Regions from separate parts of the Sus scrofa genome. Here region 1 is linked to region 2. Evidence: chromatin contacts called from public HiChIP or PLAC-seq data. All regions are on one chromosome and are shown on one strand. The core of a region is the stretch at or near the end of the contact, and the rest is flanking DNA. Distances in the headings are between cores, read along the strand shown.

Region 1 (5,829 bases), core at 1,600-4,099, 99 kb before region 2:
TTTCAGCCCACCAGACGGCAAGCCTACAAGAGTTTGCAAAGTGTCTGATTTCAACAATGCATGAAACCAGGAGAGACACAGAAGTGAAGTTAGGAGCATGGGCTCCAGGATCTGCCTTTGCCAGGATCCAAACTCCAGCTCTAGGAGCTGTGGGACCTAACTTAGGATCTCTGTGCCTCAGCTTCCTCTACTCTTAGGAAAGGGAGGGGGAGGGACAGGAGTGAAAGCCACCCAGCTCACAGAGCTGTTGTGAGAACTCAATGAGTTAAAACACTTAAACACAAAAAGCATCTGGAACAGCCCACATGATCGGCAGGCAAGGTTCTGACAACACTGGTCCATCCACAGTGAGGCAACGCTGGGCCCTGATAAGCTCTAGCTGGGCAGCAGCTGCCCCCCTCCCCCACCGTGGGCCATGAGTTCTGCAATTTCCTTTCTCCCCTAAGGGTCTACCTCAGGTATCTGGACCTGCCATCAGAGACCACTTGCATGCTATCCCTTTGGCCTTGGACTTCACAACTCCTGGCACAGAGAGGAAAACAAGCAGCTCCAGTGAACTTAATTTAATAATAATGTCTGTCTACTTCCCCCTCACCCCAACAGGCTCCATACCTATGAGGAGCACCCCACGGAGAAGGCAAGAATGCGAGGGAACAATTAAAGGGTGTTTCTGAAACCATCAGAATAAATGCAGAGCCTCCTGCAATAAATCAGGGAAGTCTTGAAAGCCAAATCATCCATTTAGTTAGCATAACATTTACATCTGAGGGACTCTACAGCATGCTCTGATAATAAGCAGGCTCTGAAGCAGGCTCATCCTGTTTGTCTATTTGTGCTTAAACATATTTACCAGGCAGATCTCCTTGCAGCAGAAGCTAGCAAGCCTCTATAGGCATGTCAACTTTAAAAATATGCACAACCTAAAAGTTGAGGGTTAAATTTTATTTGGGGCGAAATGAGGACCATAGCCTGGGAGGCAGCATTTCAGATAGCTCTGAGCTAGGGCTCCAAAGAGGCAGGGGAGAATATCAGTATGTACGTGATCTTGGTGAAGGAGTGCTACATGCAACCAAGCATACATTTTTACAGAGGGTTGCTGCTGGTGTCCTGAAGATTACTACTAGTCATGAGGCGCAGATGACACCGTGAAGGATTTCAATGCTTTTCTACATGTGAGCAGATGCAAGAATTGGGCACATAAAATGTTCTCCTGAAAATATCTAACTCCCTGAAGACCTGTTCTGCCAGTTCCCCCCCTCACCCCCAGCACAGAGTGCCTCACTCTTGATCTCCACCCTGAGCTCCCTTCAGGGGGTGTTGCTCCCTTCAGGATCAGCAGCTGCAGTAGCTCATGATTCAGTCCACATCGAGGCAGATGGCAATTGCCAACCTCCAGTTCACAGGCATATGGTGCTCCTGGCCTCCAAGCAGCAGCCAGGACCCAGTGGGCCCTGGGAAGAAGGAGGACTGCATCACCCAGGCAGAGCCAAGTGGGAAGCTTCCCTAAACCAGCTCTGGGTCCCCCAGGGCCTCTGCTGAGTTTACTAAGGATCAATAGTGACTATGTCTGTATGTAAGACTCAAAATAAGCAAATGCGCTTCGTGAAGGATGGGACTGGAATCTGATTTAGTCACTACTTCATCTCCAGTACCTGGAACACTGCCTACCACACAGTAGGTGCATACTAAGTATTTAGAACAGGACCTGGCATATCATATCTCCATAAATAAGTACTACTGACTGCTGCAACCATAAACGTAGGGTACACTTTTAAGTCCAACTGAACTTGACACGTTAATAAACTCTGAGCCCATAATTCAGCTATGGAACAACCTGAGTGAACACACCTGCAACGTAGCAGCCTAATAAAGAGCCTTTCAGGGCAAAGTTTCTTTCTTATCTGGTTCTGAGTCACACACTTTAATGAGAGGTTTGCAGCCAAATTTAGTATTTCCATTTCTAACTGCACACTAGTATTCAGCAGGAAAGAGAGCACCCTTCAGGACATTATAAATTATATTATACAACTTGAAAAGGAACCAGAAATACAAAGAGGTCCTGCCTCTCACTTTCAAAACAGTAACATTAACAGCACACACTTAGCAAAAGATTAACACACGAGTTAATCTGAAGCCCTACTCATGATCTATTTGTCAGTAATGCTCAAATATGGAAAAATTAATGTGGAAAAAAATGGCAATAATAATACCTCTTATCTAACAGATGTGGTCAGGGGTGCCAAAATGCTTCTTTACTCAAACGCTAATTCCACATTTCCAGGTAGCCCCAGTCACCACCTGTTTGTGAACAGTAGTTACACTGGGTGGCTGTTGACAAGGAAGGGGGAGCAAACCTTGCCACCCCCAAATCTGTCTCTTTGGTCTGCTCATTATTTTGAGCTGGAAAAAATCTAGGCCCCAAAGATTCAGGAACCTTTGACCATCCCCTTAACTGACTAAAAGAATTTAGACAGAGGACCTGTCCCAGGAAGGGAGCCATCATGAACAAGGTGTACAACGGGAGGACCCTAGCAAACGTTTTTGTTAAAATGTTTCTCTGTGTCCCATTGTTCCTGTGGCCCAAGAAACACTGGTTTACCATCTGCTCTTTCTCATCTTCCTGTGCATTACCTTCCTCCCCTTTGAATTCCACGACCCCCCACCATCCTCCTTTGCCCTTAGCTGAAAACGGTATTTAAGGTGGTGGCTTCTGCCACGTTGTGAGTTACTGAGTTTTCCTGGGTCTCTCCCGTGTATACGTGTTATGACACTTTTGTTTGCTTTTCTCCTGTTAATCCGTCTCATGTCAACTTTATTCTCAGATTGGCCAGAGGAGCTCAGAAGTGAGGGGGGAGTTCCTTCCTCCCCTACAACAGTTTCCTTTTAGGAGGGTGTGGCAGATGGGTGCCCCCACCAGCTCTCCGCCTCTCACATGTTGAACTTGGTAATGGCAAAATTTGAAAAGAAAACCTACTCAGGTTGTTGCCTGGCTGTTCATTTGCCGTATGATGTGGTGACGTGGCGGGGGAACATAGTAGAAAATTTCAAAAAGGAAAAAAACTCACATTTTTTGTTTTTTTTGATCACTGAAGGAAAGGCACTAGCACGGAGGCCAGCCTGATATCCACGTAGATCCAAACATCTCTCTCTCCCTCCTTGTTTCCATTTCCCAACCTTGAGCAATTTCAAACTGACCAATTCAGCAGTGACAGTCAACCTTCTGTCTCGTGGTTTCTGTCAAGTTCCTGATTTTCATCTGTTCTTGAAGACGAGCAAGAACTGCGTAAGGACAGTCTTAATTTGGAGCGTCCACTGAGACATACTTTGAAATAAGTGCTGTGACTCGCAGACGAAGGTCTACAAACAGGTAAGGAAACAGCTTTTCCATGAAAGAACTTGAGTGTGTGTGAACAGGGTGTGAGAATGGAAAAGGAGATTTCTGAGTAACACCAGACTGTCCCCATTCTCAGTAAGTACTTTGGGCTTGAGAACTATAACTGGTTAACATGGTAATATATTTGCTCACGCTAGCTTGGGGATCCAAATTTAACATTTTATCACTGAGGATTAATTAGGATTTCCAGTTGTGACTGTCAAAATATATCTGTGATGAGGAAATGCCAAAGAAAATGCTTAAAAGATATTCATTCAGGATGAACATTTCTAAAGCTTATATATGCACACCAAAATTGTCTCTAAAAAGTGCAAAATCAATTATGACAATAATACTTACAAGTCAGTTTTTGTTTGCAATTTCATGTGTACATAAATACACAATTAGTATTTATTTGTGTATATATACTTATATAGGTAGAAGTTTTTTAACCTTTGTTTTTATTGGAATAAATTATCCCTATTAATACCTAGCAAGCTATGTATTTGCCTTTAAAGAGAACTATAAACTGAAAAAAAAAAAATACATCCTATGCATAGCAAAAATTTAACTTCACATGCTACTTATTATATAGGTCTGGGACAAACTACCTAAATTATTCAAAGTACTTTAAACATTATAATTTAAATTACAAGGGAATTAGCACAGATCCACCCCATCAGATCCAGCCAATCTCATGCAATCCATCTAGTTCATAAATATTTTTTTCAAGCAAGGACAACTAATTCTACAGAGAAAATGAATCAAAGATCACAAAAATACACTGCAGTTTGCATATTCATCTTCTTAAAACATACAGATTTGAAAACAGCCGTGGCATTTAAAAAAAAATTCTAAATTTCATTGGTAAGTTAAAAAAAATGTGCTCGATGTAAAATATAAAAATAACATTTTATGATTTGTAAACATAAATTTCATACTTCAATAAAATCTACACATACACACATAAAAGTAGGCACACATACACACAATTACACACTGGTAATATACACATAAACTACAGACTGTCGTGTCTGTGTAGCTTGGTAAGGAAGGAAGGCGGGCACACCAAGATACCCAAAGCTTGAAGATCCAGGAAGGGAAAGGGGGCAGGGCATGGGGAAGCAACTACTGTTTGCTGAGATGCAGTAGCGCCCATTTTAAAGTTGAGGAAGCAGGTAGACAGGGTGCAACCACCCTGACCAAGGTTATCCTGCTGATATCTAGCGAGCCTGAGCCCCTGGGCACAGGGAAGGAGCTTGTACCCCATTCAGGGCAGGAGCCCACACCCCTCAGGGTTTCAGCAGCCCAGTCTTACCACTGCTTCCCCACCCCCACCCCCACCCGCTCCCCTGGCCCTTCCGCCCTACCCTGCCAATCGCCCATCATCATGTCCTTCAGTCTGCTTCGGCTACTTTCAACCCCAACATACACTTGTAGGACGGTATTTATAATTACTCCACGAGAAGAATGTCCAGTCTAGCACCATGTACCTATCTGGGGGAGAAAAATTATATGGAAAATGTAAAATTATAATTATCTCTGAGATGTTTAAACAGGATACAACAAGGGAAAGGAGACAGGAGTACAAAAAAGAAAGCCTCTCAAAACCAGGAGAAGGGATTGGGAGGGCGGGGACAGACATTAAAAGAGCTAGTGGGTACACTAGGCAGCCAAGTACTAAGAAACCGCCTGCTAGGAGGCTGGTCTACCAAGCTCCTGAAGCCATTCGCCTACCTGTAAAACAGTGATGACATTAGCACAAGACCACTGAAGGATTAAATCAGACCTTATTTATAAATTTATAAAGACTTTATAAAGGCTTTAATAGAGAAATATAGAAAAAAAAGTGTTCAGTAAATGTCGGCTAACCTCATCACTGCTTTCACTGTTATTATGAAAACTCACTGAATCAAAGCAGATGTATATGTAATTACGTATCAGACCACTGGAAAACATAACTTAGACATTTCGATACCTTTGTAGAGCAAAACAAATAGACATGATATAACATAAAACCATTTACAACAGTGCCTGTCAAACTTTGCTACACGGCAAAATTACAGCGGGGGTTGTGGGGCTTGTTGAAACATACCTCTTAGCCCTCCTCCCCAAGGTTTCTGATTTAATAAACTGGGTTTGGAACTTAAGAATCTGCAGTTCAAACAAAGTCTCAGATGATACTAATGCTGCTATCTGGGGGCCAACATTTTAAGAACCCCTGATCTACACTGAAACCCAGTCACCCACATCTGCCTTACTAATAAAACTGTCCATATGATTCTCATTTAATCTAGGCCAGTTAATGAGAAAGCAAATTATTCAATATATGCTTAAAAAGCAAAAGCACCTTATAATACCCACATAGTTAAGCATTACATTATTCTTGATTTAAAAAGAACAAAGAGAAACAAACAAGAGTCAGGATATTTATCATCAGTTCAAGACACTTCTGA
Region 2 (6,187 bases), core at 328-2,827:
CAGCTACAGTTCTGATTCGAACCCTTGCCTGGGAATCTTCATATGCCTGGGGTATAGCCCTTAAAAAAAAAAAAAAAGCAATAAAAATAAAATGACTTCTTTTTTTCTTAAACATGTTTAAAAAGAACAGAAAAGACCTAAGCACTGAAATGAGGGTGATCGCTCTTACAACATGGTAGCAGCCAGCGGGCCTGGGGTGGGCCAGTCCCATCCAACCGCCCCCTACTGGGGGTAAAGCCTCTGTGAAAATCTGAGAAAGTAAAACGTCTGATAGGTCCAGGCTGTGCTTTATGGATTACCAGACTGTGTGATATGTATGTGTGTCCCCACAGTAGTCCGAAGGGAACCAAAGGATCACATTCCTGCCATCTCTCCAGGGTCTCACTGCCTTCCTAAACCCATCAGTCAGGAAGGGTAGCAGTTAGTGTTTACTGAGAACCATTTAAAGCCAGGCACTATTAATTTTGAAATGCTTTATCCATATAGTTTCCTGCCATTTCCACATCAGGAGATAGGATGCCCCATGCACAAAGGAAGAAACTGAGACTCATCCAGGTGACTGAATCGTCTGTAACACCACCAAGAAATGCACTAACCTGCTGACTTGCCTGCCAAGACCTCTCCTGTCAGCTGCCCTCCCACTTCCACCTGCACAGATCCTCTTATACATCTGGACCTGATCCACTGGTAAAACTGACATATTACACAGAGCTCATCCCTGCCTTCACCCCAACCCTTCCGAGGCAAATCTTTCAGAAGGGTTGCCCCTTCCAGTTCAAGGACCCAGTCATTTTTTTTTTTTTCTTCCTTTTTACGGTTGCACCTGCAGCATGTGGAAGTTCTCAGGCTAGGGATCCAATCAGAGCTAGAGCTGCTGGCCTACACCACAGCTACAGCAACGCTGTGGGATCCGAGCCACACCTTCGACCTACACCACAGCTCACAGTAATCCCGGATGCTTAACCCACTGAGTGAAGCCAGGGATCGAATCCTCATCTTCATCAATACTAGTCGGTTCATTGCTCTGAGCGACAACAGGAACTCCCCAGATGCTTTTTTAAGAGCCTCCAAAAACCAATTCAGTGAACATCTCTGGAAGACACATTAGGCCCAGCTCAATGCTGGAGGCAGTGAAGAAACTGAGGTTTGGCCTGGCGGATCATGTGGTCAGAGTTCCCCGGCCACAATGGTGTAGAGCTAGTCTGGCCTTGGAGGCCTGGGCCAGAGTGGAAGAAAGGCCTGCTCCGGACTTTCCAGTCAAAAATCTCACATGAACTCATTGCACCTGTCCAGGGAGTACTCTGTGAATGGTCTATGCAGAAAATAAATGCAAACAATAAACAGTCGGTATTCTGGTGTCTGGTGTGTGGTGGCTGGGATCTGCCGTCAGGGAAAGAGGAAATGCACACCTGCCACTGTTTGGGCACACACTGTTACCAGCACAGTTGGGCTGGCCTTTCCCTTTGTTACTCAGGAGAAAGTCTGCCTCCTCCAGCACCAGAGGGAGAAGTGAAAAGGCAGCTCTTCCTGCTTCCTTTCAACTTTCCCTTCTATCCATGCCCCTGGGGAGCACCCAAAGCCACAGCTGCTTCCTCCCTCCTGCCCAGCACAGCACAAACCAGGAGAGAAGCCAAGCAGAAGGAAGTGGTCTGGGGCTCTGGAAGGTGGAGGGGGCACCTCCCTGGCTTGCTGCTCAGAGAGGAGGTCAGCAAGGTGACCCCTGCCTGTGGGTCCCAGGCAACAGACTCAGGCAGGGATTGGAATCCGGAGGTCCCCACGGCCCCCACTGTAAGGCCCCCATGAGGATTCTGGGCTTCTCTGCCTCTAGTACGCAGAGTAGACATGGTTCTGAAACACTGAACGGGCCAATCGTGAGTGAGTGCTGCATAAGACACTCCCAGGAGCTGGAGAGTGACAGGCATCTGAGTGGACATGGCCCACAGACACACTGCTTGGCTGGCAGAGTGGTTTAAGACTGGGAAAGCTGACATTCAAGTTCTCCTGAAATTCTGGAAGGTCAGGCAACAGTGGGTCTGCAAACCAAGCAGAAGCCAAGAAAGGCTACCCGGTGCAGAAAGGGCAGCCCCCTTTCCCAGTGACCTTGGCCTCACCCTCTGGGGGAACTGTATACAGCAGCCCACCTCTAGTTTATATCGCCTGCCTGGCCACTGGTGACAGGAGTCTCTGAGCCCCATTCTAAGTGTTATAGACTTTGATATCTCACATATACTGAATGGAAACCCAAGTAGCATAAATCTAGAATAAGTAAACATCGAGGATGTTGAGATGTATACTTTCTACCTTACCCATCACTTGGAAGCAGTAGCTGGCTCGGGGGGGGGGGGGCAGGTAATGGAATAACATTCTCCATGGCTAGCTGTGAACGCATGCCTGGCACACCCCACAGGGGGCACACTGCCAGCTCCTATTCTCACGCTGGCCACAGTCCAACCACAGGGCAGGACCAAGCCCTCAAATGCCTTCATGCCCATGCATAATGGTTTTAGCAGGCTTTCACCAAATACCGAGAATGATCACACACACCAGCCTGAACCTTAGATTTCTGAGTCCTCTAGACAGCTGCTTTCCCCACTCCCTATCCAGAGAAAAGGGAACCCAGGGGTAAAGGTCAAATTTCCCAAACAGACGTGGGAAGCACTCTGCAGTCTGGGGCCCAAGCATACCTAAACATGTCTTCAGCAAGCACAAACCTCAACCTTATTGCAACTGCAGGGGTTGGTCAGTTTTTCTACTACCTACTGTGTTGTCTAAGTCCTAACACAAATTATGAAACCAAAAAAGGGGAAGTGCATTAAAAAGAAGTGAGCTGTTTCTGAATCCTAACCACACCACTTTATAGAACTCCTTATCAGAGAATTATGCCCTCAGACTGGTTCTTCCACAATAATACTAATAATGCTTGCCACGTTATTATCATTAACAGTAACAATTCTTTAAGACTTACGTATATAGGGCTTTAGAATTCTCAAAGTGCTCATGTCTCCTTAGAGATAGAGAGGGCAAGTATGTGTTCTATGCCAATGTGACAAGAAAGGACACTTAGGCACGAGTAACTTGTCTGTAACCTGCTCAAAATCGAATGACTGATTAGGAATCAAAACAGCTCTGCAGCTCATAAGCGAATTCCAGAAATATTGTAAAAATTACTTATGTTAAATATTTCAGAAAGATATGTCCAGTTACTCTTCCTGACAGATTAAGAAAAGGTGACCAGTCTGAATTACAGGTTTAAAAATGTGGTTTTTGTCTTACTCATAAAAAGGCATAGTAACCACAAAGCAACCACTCACTTACATCAAATCTTTCCAGAGTTGAGTCAACATTCAATATAATTACTCTTGAATGGGCTACACGGACATTTTCTCCAGTGAAGTCTGTGACTAGAGCACCGAGGACTCTCAGCCCTGGGCACATGGCGCCCTCTAGTGGCAAACACCTCCCTGCAGCCCCGGCCGAGAAGTTCTTTTAAAGGAGCTTTGAACAGTGAGCTCCAAACAATGCTTAAACCCTCTCAGCTTAGTTTGCTATTTTTCTTTTAGTAAATACTCTCAATCTACACATATTGAGTTATACCTTCTGTGCCTAAAATACCATAATAATGATGATCGTTATAAAACCTAGACACAACAGAACTGCTTACAGTGTAAAATATTTTTTTGAAATGTTATCTAAATATAAATTCTAATACTTTCTTCTTGCCCTCCCCCAATGTCTCATCTCAAGCACCCACTTTGAGGGCAACTGTGCCTTAGAGAGAACCTCACAGTGGGATTTTATTCAAAAATATCAGATCTGGTTTCTGCCCCTGACACTCATCGTTTTCCTTTTGGGGTGCTGGTAAGCAACTTCAGTCTCGGTGGGTGAATGAAGCAAATAATCCTAAAGTTGGCCAGTTCATCCACTAGGAAGTTAAACAGCCAGGTCAAATGTAAACTGAAGTGGCTTTGGTGGACCTCTCACCAGGGTACCATGCTGCCTTGACTGCACACTTAGTGTAAGGAGCTTAGCAGTCCAAGGGGACACCTTGAATTCTGGGTGCCCCTACTGTCCTTCCAGATATCTCGCATTTACGTATTAAGAAATCTTCATGCTCTTGAGGCCTTTTATCTAAGCAAGTCTCTATTACAAACAGACTGTAAGGTTTCTACCCCTAAAGAACACAGCAACACACTAATCTGCATCAATACACAAAGAATTAGGTAGGCTTATAATCAATGAACTCAACAGAAATACAAAGCATTTCTACTGAGACTCACCATAAGAAAACACATTCAGAGTCTGTACCTCACTCAACATCCTGATCTCCTATTTGGCATCAACACTCTCGAACCTCATCTTTTTTTTTTTTTTTCTGATTTTTTTAAATTGAAGTGTAGTTAATTTACAATGTTTTGTTAGTTTCAAGTGTACAGCAAAGTGATTCAGATATATAGATAGATAATCTTGAACCTTATCTTTGAGAAGCAAGGTGCTAACTTACAAATTATCTTAAAAAGAATAACCTGGAACAAGTTCACAACAGGCTCACATAAAGGTAGAAGGAATGGTTTGGGGCGGTCATTTTATCTTTTCTTTCCACCTATGCATTCCCGAAGGCCAGTATGAAAATCAAAGACAGTTTAAATCAGTTAATGGAGTTCCCCAGTGGCTCACTGTCACTGCCATGAATCTGGTTACTGCTGTGGTGTGGGTTTGATCCCTGGCCTAGGAACTTCCACTTGCCAGGGGGTGTGGCTGAAAAGAAAAATCAGTTAACTCTACAGTGTTCCTTTATGCAGTACAGGGAAATATAGCCATTTGTTGCAAGACATGTTTTTATAATATTTTCTTAGCCTCTTTGCTGAAAACTCCATCTTGTCCTTCCTTACTTTGTCCGTCTTCCTGCTTGAGAAACAGTCACGGTGATGGTAAATGACTTAAGCTTAAGAACAAAAACCTAAGGGCATGGCTTATTCACGGGGTCAGCTGAATGAGGACATAATATAATGGTCTAGGCACACTGGGCCTGTGCAGATTGGCACACCATTTGCACAAGCACGATATGTCCTCTAAATAAGAGAAAGAGAAACCTCATGACCAAGTGGTTTATGAGTGGTCATTAACAGAACATGCTTTAGAAAAGAGAACCAAGGTGCAACCTATGCACACAGGGTCACCACAAATAGGCATGCCCTTTACAGAAGCCCAGTGAGGATTCTCTGAAATGTTATGCATAGATAGCTAACTAAAACGCTAATGATTCTTAAATGCCTAAAGTTTATAGTAAAAAGTTTAACTATTTACCAGCTAAGTGACTTTTAAAATAATAAGAAAAAAACCTATATCCTGCACCTACAACCCCCTTTTCTCTTGAAGTAATCCTCAAGAGCACAATAAAAGCAGTGTGGTTTCTTGAGGCAGGGCTCTTGGTCCCTGAGACCTTGAGTCCCCCGGTTCCCACCTTTACTTAAGATAAATGTCTCTGTGTCTTGTTTTATGTTAACTTTTTTTCCTTAAGTTCCATAGCACCTGTTCTTCAGCCCATCCTGCTGAGCTGGTCTCAGCAGCCATTATTTTGTAATAACCTTAAAAGGAGAATAATCTATAAAAATACTAAATCACTGTGCTGTACACCTGAAACTAACATTAGCAATCAACTCTACTTCAATAAATAAATAAATAAATAAATGTTCCTTCAAAAATGGGTACCATATGTGTTAAAACTTATTACCTCTGCATTCTTGGTGCCTAGCACAACTAGGATACACCATACATACTTTCCATTGTAAAAAGAAGAGAAACTTAAAAAAATTTTTTTTGATTATAGTTGATTTACAATGTTATGACGATTTCTGCTGTGCAGTGACCCAGTCATACACGTGCGCGCGCGCACACATACACACACACATATATACATATTCTCTTTTTTTGTTACATTGTTTTTAATCATGGTCTATCCCAAGGATTAGCTATAGAAGAGAAACTTTTTATTTCTCCCAAAATAAGGCTGAGAAAGTACTACTGAAAATTCTATGTTAACAGAACAGTTCAATAATGAAACACTTCTACGAAAGCATAAGAAAAAAAAATATGATGGTTAATTTTATTTCATTAACATGATTAGGTTATGGTACCCAGTTTTCTGGTCAAACTCTAGTCTAGATACTGCTGTAAAGGTGGTTTTCTT

The links. HiChIP or PLAC-seq counts read pairs in DNA pulled down with a chosen protein or histone mark.
Region 1: an H3K27ac HiChIP or PLAC-seq map of alveolar macrophages shows a contact between it and region 2. The contact joins the promoter of P2RY14 here to the enhancer-like site in region 2. A contact is called at or near these places in 1 of 5 promoter capture datasets (liver), 28 of 47 Hi-C or Micro-C datasets (adipose tissue, alveolar macrophages, blood and 15 more) and 2 of 2 datasets of contacts at active chromatin or transcription factors (alveolar macrophages and skeletal muscle).

The regions. Positions count from the first base shown.
Region 1 is chr13:91,450,781-91,456,609 of Sscrofa11.1, reverse strand. P2RY14 (P2Y purinoceptor 14) reads left to right here and starts at 2,849. Exons shown (of 4, transcript XM_021069622.1): 1 at 2,849-3,367. All of the region lies in intron 16 of MED12L (mediator of RNA polymerase II transcription subunit 12-like protein), which reads right to left.
Region 2 is chr13:91,349,736-91,355,922 of Sscrofa11.1, reverse strand. The region is part of intron 11 of MED12L (mediator of RNA polymerase II transcription subunit 12-like protein); the gene reads right to left. Among named protein-coding and RNA genes, the nearest start is that of GPR171, 37 kb to the left of the region's middle. Within about 2 kb of position 1,577, at least 17 of the 83 cell types and tissues checked have an H3K27ac peak or open chromatin away from gene starts, as enhancers often do. A contact at or near this core is called in adipose tissue, alveolar macrophages, omental adipose tissue and 2 more, where this site is marked.